Regions from separate parts of the Mus musculus genome. Here region 1 is linked to region 2. Evidence: chromatin contacts called from public Hi-C data. All regions are on one chromosome and are shown on one strand. Each heading gives the region's core, a stretch centred on a gene start, on an enhancer-like site or on the middle of the called end of the contact. The rest is flanking DNA. Distances are from core to core; before and after follow the strand shown.

Region 1 (3,640 bases), core at 195-2,694, 34 kb after region 2:
TAGACATGCAGAAGATCTAGAAACTATTTTATATACACAAGAAAGTATCGACGAGTCAAAAATGGCAAAATTCTTTCCTTAGGGACATTTCATTTATGAACTCCAAAGCACGGAAGCTTTTTAAAAACTCACAGTTCTGCACATTCTCCACCCACCTCTTTCATGTTGTTCTCTAAAGCCCTCACGGGAAAGATGAAATTCGGCTTTGTCACTTCACCCAGGTATGACTCTTGCTGGGTCTTTCTCTTTATTATACAAGTATGCTGATGACGTAATTGCAGAAGTTCGTTCTACTCATGTAGCTGGGTCTTGGTTGGGATTTTTTTTTTTTAAAGACTGCCTCCTTCTGTGTCATGGAACAGTTGTAAAACAGAGCCAAGCAACCTCACTTCTTAATAGTAAATCTTTATGATCATCACCCAAGGGACTGGTCCAGCTCTGGATAGGCAGAACCATCCCAAAGCTCAGCTGACCCCAGACCTGAGGCTCAGCTGCACACCTTTAGGTGACACCAACACCAGGCTTGGCTTTTAACCCTTTCCTAGAAGCGCCCAACTTTTAAATCTCTTTGACTTTCATTTTCACCCATTCCCAAACCTTAAGGGACTGAAGAGAACCCCCGACTCTTAGCCCAACCTTGTTTGCTCCTATGCAGTAATTCCCCTGAAAGTTGACTGCAAACTAAGCAAACAGTTATCATGCTGCATTCAAAACCATGATTTCCAATAAATCATAATTGATTATGAGCCTAGAAAAGCAAGCTTTTACAGGGGTATCCCCTATATGGATAGAACCGCACTGTGATTCAAAAGTGCGGAGAGAAAGAACCATTGGGGTGGGAAACAGACAGAGGCTAAGATTCATGCAGATGAAGCAGCTCAGCGAGGTAAAGAAAACATACCTGAGGGATTCTCCTTCTAAAAACGCACACAGGCCAGCTGGGTTGTTGTTCCCCTCCTTTGAGGGTAGATGTATTTTCCGTCCAGGAATCCCCCTTGCAATTGTGTTCCTAGGCTCTTTTCCTTTATTCCAGCCACAGATAGTTGCAGGAGGCGCAGGCAGCGTTCCTGCGCCCGCCCAGACTCAAGTGCAGCCGGGCATGCCTTTGCTCAGGAACCCGGCTTGCGCGCTGCTCTTATCAATTCTATCGCGCTCCCTGGGTAGCCTCCAAAGCAATTTTACAACTTAGCTGCTGGCAGGAATCTGCCTTTCACTCCTCTCCTTGCCAGATTCCTTGGGCGGCTCATTTCTCAGCCCTTTCTCTAAGAAGGCAAAATGGGATCCCTCTCCTTGTTGTTGTCCTGGCTCACCCACAATTGACAGTGCAGAGCAGCAGCCGAGGAGTGTGTGCTGGGAACTTCACACAGCGGCTGCAGCCCGGGATCCTCCGATTGCAGCAGAGACCTGAGCTCCTAGCCTCCTCCCTTGGAGTCCAGGCTCCCTCTGCTGCGCCAGCTGCATAGAGCCACTCTAAGAGAAGGCTCCTCAGCCCGGATCCCTAAGAGATGCTCTGCTGCCAGGTGTGGTCATCACGACTTAAGCACACCTCACTAGCAGGGTCACGGCTTCCTGCTGGGGAAATGAATGGATGTGGATGCCAGGTGTTGCCTTCATCCCTGGGTAGGGGAGGTGGGGATATAGGGGTGGGGGCGGGGGCCGTGGGGATCATAGGTGACCACCATAGGGCCAATTTTGCTACTTGCATTAGTAAAACAGATAATTATTAAATTAATCATGGTATTTAATAATAATTATTATTTCACATGCTATTGACTGTGTTTGGAATCACACAAAGTCCACTGTCTAGTCTGGCAAGATACCCTTAACAGAACCCTTTTTTTTTAAAGAGGGAGGCAATACCTTGGCCTTCTCTCCCAGCAGGGTTGTTTTTTGTTGTTATTGTTGGGTTGTTGTTGTTGGGTTTTTTTTGTAAGCAGTTGTAAATATGAAGGTTGATCCCTCAATAATTAGGATTAGACACACATACACTTATCAAAGTAGGCAATAGAGAAACATGAATGCTCAAAGGATTTTCTTTCTCCTGCAATAATGTCTTCCAGATCTGGCTGAGAATTGAATGGGGCTTGCTTTTCCTTTTAGCTTAGCTGAGTAGAGGAGGTGGGGGGAGTAACCACTCCTACTTTCCATCAATTAAGCATTTTTTAATCCTCTAACCCTCCTGTTGAAACAAATATAAAACGTACTGCATCTTAAAATAGAGCCTTAAAGAAGCTCAAGTCTGGGAATAATTTGTAGGCTTTAAGCTGCATCTGGTGTTCTGGCTTACTTATTTTATTTCCTTTGCTTTGTAGAAAATGAGAGGATGGGGGCTGGAGATATGGTTCAGCCCCTCCCCATATATATATAAAGCATTGACCATATAAGCACGGGGATACAAGTTTACACCCCTGGCATCTTTATACCAAGAATGGATGGTGCACGCGCGCGCACACACACACACACACACACACACACACACACACACACGAGCGATAATTGAATGGTATTTTCCCAATCAGGAAATCCTATCAACTAGTGGCTAAGATAGAATCAGATGCACAAAGTGTGCATCTGACTTATAAGCCATTATTTCAGCCCATGTAAGGATAGGAATAGGAATGTCAATTTTAGAGATGACACTCCCATCAACATGTGAGATGCAGCAGCAGCAGTGAACACACCCAGTGAAGCCCATTTAAACAGTTTTGGATACAACTTGTATAAAAAGGCCCATTCCAGGGCTGAGGACATGGCAGTCAGTAAAACGGTTGGTTGCTGTGCAAGTTTAAGGCCCTGAACACAGATGCCTAGAGTCCATGCAGAAGGCCTGCACAGGTGGTTTAGTCTTCTAATCCCATCAATGACAAGCTAGAAGGTGGAGAGACAGAAGAATACCTGGAGCTCACTGGCCAGTGGGCCTAATCTACTTGGTGGAGTTCCAGACCACTGAGAAACCCTACCTCAAACAAAATGCAGAAATCATCTGAGGAATGACCCCCAAGGTTGTCCTCTGACATACGAACAGATACAGACACCCACTCACAGCCACACATACACAAACACACGTAAACATACACACAGATACACATCATACGTATTCTTCCTACCAACTATAACAACCAGTCAATAACATTATGTGATTTGAAAACAAATATTCCCCAATTTGACACAGTATTTATGCCAGATCTTGGCAGGTGGCCCTCTCTATTCCTAGCTCCTCAGCCTCACGGTTAGCTTCATAGCGGCACAGCTTCCCCAACCTGCTGCTTAAGAGCCTGTTAATGGACACAAGCAGCTGCTCAAGGTCTAATGAACCGCATAAGGGGCAAACACTGGGGCATTGTATTCTCCGCCATCGGAACTCACCAGAGAGGCCACAGGACAAAGCTCTGCTGCCCTCGGCTGTAAGCGCTTGAGAGCAACAAGGGAAAACTGGTGAGCTCTAACAGTGCATGACAGGGCAAAACCTGACTTTTTAATGTCTACTCATCCAAGCTTGACGAGGCATTGTTTCGAAGGATGTCCTTCAGCACGAAGGAGGAAACTGTCCTTATGACTTTTCCTTTGTGTACAAGAACCAAACCAAAGTGCTGCAGTTACACCGAGCCAAGAGCACTCAGCACCCAGAATAATGCAAAGG
Region 2 (3,682 bases), core at 730-3,229:
CAGAAGGTGCCAAACTGCTCGAGCTCTTCCTGTTACGTCGGACAGGCATGGTGTGTGTTGATTGGACCTGGTTTTCCGTGCTGCTCCTTAGCTCATTGAAGGATTCAGAGTACGAGCTCTCGATGGAAGACAGCTCCTGGAGCAGATCCTCATCGCTGTTGGTCACGGCTGTTTGCAGGCCATTGGCGATAGCAACTCGGTAACTGAATGTGGGTGACAGGGAGAAGTCTTTGTGACCCTCTTCGTCTTCTATGGAGAAGTTCCGGGTAGATGAGCACTTTGCAATCTTTTTTACAGTGCTTTTCAGGGCATTTGACAATTTAGGGGGTTTGGTGTGGCCAGCAGTTGGAAAATCTTGATCTTTTTTCTGCTGACGATTCTCTTTCTTTTTGGTTGTATTTCCCAATTTCTTTGTAAACATTCCTTTGCAAAGCTTATGTATATAAGCTAAAATCAAGCTCTTAAAGAGACTGGCCACCATGGAGAGCAATGAGTGGGAGTTTCTCTAATCCAAGGAAGTGAACAAGGCACTGGGATGGTAGTCTGTAAACCCAAGGCCAGCATCACTGTTCTCTGGTGCCATCAATCACCAGAAGGGGCAGGAAAGTGGATGGCGCTCCTGTGGAAGGTCAAGGGTCTGTGGACTCCACCAGCTTAGCTCCTCCACCTTTCTGGAAGGGAAGTTTTACAGCGCTTTCATGTCCATGTAACTTCATGATGTATCTGAAAAAGAAGGAATGCTATAATGAGTACCAGAATTCAAGTCCACATTCTTCCCATTTCTTACATTTCCCAAGGTATTTGTGATATGATGTGCGCAAAAGTGCCTAAAAGGGAATGCAGTTCTCAGAGTTTAAATCAAAATACATTTATTGTATGATACTCTTTTCTAAATTATGTATTTCAGTTGAAATGCTGACAGAAGGTTTTATTAGGATTACTTTGAAAAGTTAATGAAATGATCATTTGAATGTGGTCATGTTGCCATCTCTACTCTATCTTTTTCTAAACTCACATTTACTAACAGAAATATAAGGATATAAGTATATTCTACCTATCCTAGGCTTCCCAAATTTACCATATTTATAGGATCCATGTTTGTTAAGACTTTTTCCATGCAGTCAAGACTTATTACACTAGAAATAACTTTTTGCTCTTGCAGGAATTCAATAATTCAGCATCCTTAAACAAAGATTAAAATAATCAAAATTAGTAACTATTTCCAATGATGAATAATCACTAAGAGATCAATGTAGACATCCAATATGACAGTGGTCAATCATGAGTTAAATCATATTTTAAGATTATAGTCAATTGAGCAGTGGAGACAATAAAGGGAATAGTACAGCTACATTAAAACTAGAGACACTAAAAGCAAAACATAAATGTCCAAGGCTTGAAAGAGCATTGCCAGCTTAAACCACTGGTACAACCTCCTGGCAACGTGGCTGAAAATTCCTCCTTCAGGTTTACTAGGAACATCATCAGAACTGGAGTTTCAAGTGACCAAATAAAATTGTACCACAGAGGAAACAAGCATACAGATGATCAATAAGGGATGGGCCAGATCTCTTCCTGCGATATGTTTTTGAAGTGTGATTGACAGACAACCATGACACCTTAATGACAGACTCTTTCTCAGACAACAGGAAGGAAAAGTTCCCTTTCAAAGCCACTGACTGCATGGCACGCTGTCTTCTATATGACAGACTCTCAAAAGATTTGTGGAGTATTTTATCATTGAAATATATCCCAGAATAACAATAACACCAAATTCTTTGCTCCTTTTTGAAGAATGCATTTGGGTAGATAAACAGCCTAGCGTAATTCACTAAAGGATGCATCATAATCTTCATGTAGTTTTTGTGGAGTCTGCCTCCCTCCACTTGGAAAACCTCCAGCTTCACTTCAGTCAGGCACCGCGGGGACTTGGGAGTACAGGCTGTGGCAGAAAGCCAAGCTTCTCAAGGGAAGGGGTATGTGAATGAGAAAGGCAGGAGAGCAGATGCAGAGAGGAGAGACTCACAGTGCCCAAGCCTTAGAGGAATCCCACCTTGAGAGCTGCAGGTGCTCTTCTGTGGGATGATTTCTGACTCATTCACAATTACAAGCGAGGACTTATTTTCTACCAATAAATGGTGCTGAGAAGTTGACTCCTAAATTAAATGTGTTCAAAAACTTTATTATGTGTGTCTGTGATCTCTCCTTATAAAGAAAATACGTAGGAAAGTTAAGCTAGATTGGGACCCATGAATCATTTTTCAATGAGTTTTGGAAGAATGAAGTGTTCTCCCAATTTCTTCAATCTAAAATACTAAGTTTACCAAGCCCACACACGGATGTCTGTGCTTTGCTGACATAAAGGCAGTAATTCTGTGACTGTGTCTGATGTTCTCACACCTGCACTATTTGACTTTCATTGTGATTCAGAACTGTCGCTGTAGGTGAGAATACTTAGAAGAAGCACAGAGCAGCAGCGGTTGCCATCTGGGTTCCCGGACTCCGCGGGACCTAGGAAATTAGTCTGAACAGGTTAGAGGGTGCGCCAGAGAACCGGACAGCTTCTGGGACGGGCAGAAGCACAGAGCCGCTGAGGCAGCACCCTTGGCGGGCCGCAGACAGCCGGCCACCGTCCGGACCAGAGGACAGGTGTCCACCTGGCTTGGGAGGCAGCCTCAGCCTCAGCAGCAGCGGTCGCCATCTTGGTTCCAGGACTCAGCAGAACTTAGGAAATTAGTCTGAACAGGTTAGAGGGTGCGCCAGAGAACCGGACAGCTTCTGGGACGGGCAGAAGCACAGAGCCGCTGAGGCAGCACCCTTGGCGGGCCACAGACAGCCGGCCACCGTCCGGACCAGAGGACAGGTGTCCGCCTGGCTTGGGAGGCGGCCTCAGCCTCAGCAGCAGTGGTCGCCATCTTGGTTCCAGGACTCCCTGGAACTTAGGAATTTAGTCTGCACAGGTGAGAGTCTGCACCACAGAAGCTGACAGCTTCTGGGAACTGCCAAAGCAACACAGCTTCTGAGAGAGGCCCTGTTTTGGGCCTTCTTCTTCGACCAGGAGGAGGTCCAAAAACAAGATATCTGCGCACCTTCCCTGTAAGAGAGCTTGCCAGCAGAGAGTGCTCTGAGCACTGAAACTCAGAGGAGAGAATCTGTCTCCCAGGTCTGCTGAGAGACGGTAACAGAATCACCAGAAGAACAATCTCTAAACAGAGTCAACTACAACTACTAACTCCAGAGATTACCAGATGGCGAAAGGTAAACATAGGAATCCTACTAACAGGAACCAAGACCACTCACCATCATCAGAACCCAGCACTCCCACTTCGCCCAGTCCGGGGCACCCCAACACACCCGAGAACCTAGACCTAGATTTAAAAGCATATCTCATGATGATGGTAGAGGACATCAAGAAGGACTTTAATAAATCACTTAAAGAAATACAGGAGAACACTGCTAAAGAGTTACAAGTCCTTAAAGAAAAACAGGAAAACACAATCAAACAGGTAGAAGTCCTTACAGAAAAAGAGGAAAAAACATTCAAACAGGTGATGGAAATGAACAAAACCATACTAGACGTAAAAAGGGAAGTAGACACAATAAAGAAAACTCAAAGTGAGGCAACACTGGAGATAGAAACCCTAGGAAAGAAATCTGGAACCATAGATTTGAGCATCAGCAA

What was found. Hi-C and Micro-C count contacts between places; a contact is called where the count stands out from the background.
Region 1: a contact with region 2 is called in a Hi-C map of cerebellar granule neurons, with 2.7 times the contacts expected there. The contact joins the promoter of Unc13c here to the enhancer-like site in region 2. A contact is called at or near these places in 2 of 39 promoter capture datasets (liver and macrophages), 1 of 15 datasets of contacts at CTCF or cohesin (the NIH/3T3 cell line), 5 of 484 Hi-C or Micro-C datasets (the HL-1 cell line, brain, cerebellar granule neurons and 1 more), 2 of 115 datasets of contacts at active chromatin or transcription factors (embryonic fibroblasts and pancreatic cancer cells) and 3 of 9 other capture datasets (adipose tissue, liver and pancreatic islet).

What each region holds. Positions count from the first base shown.
Region 1 is chr9:73,967,593-73,971,232 of GRCm38.p6, forward strand. Unc13c (unc-13 homolog C) reads right to left here and starts at 1,445. Exons shown (of 33, transcript NM_001081153.2): 1 at 902-1,445.
Region 2 is chr9:73,933,087-73,936,768 of GRCm38.p6, forward strand. Unc13c (unc-13 homolog C) reads right to left here. Exons shown (of 33, transcript NM_001081153.2): 2 at 1-723. The coding sequence starts at 481. Among named protein-coding and RNA genes, the nearest start is that of Unc13c, 34 kb to the right of the region's middle. Within about 2 kb of position 1,980, at least 10 of the 459 cell types and tissues checked have an H3K27ac peak or open chromatin away from gene starts, as enhancers often do. A contact at or near this core is called in cerebellar granule neurons and cerebellum, where this site is marked.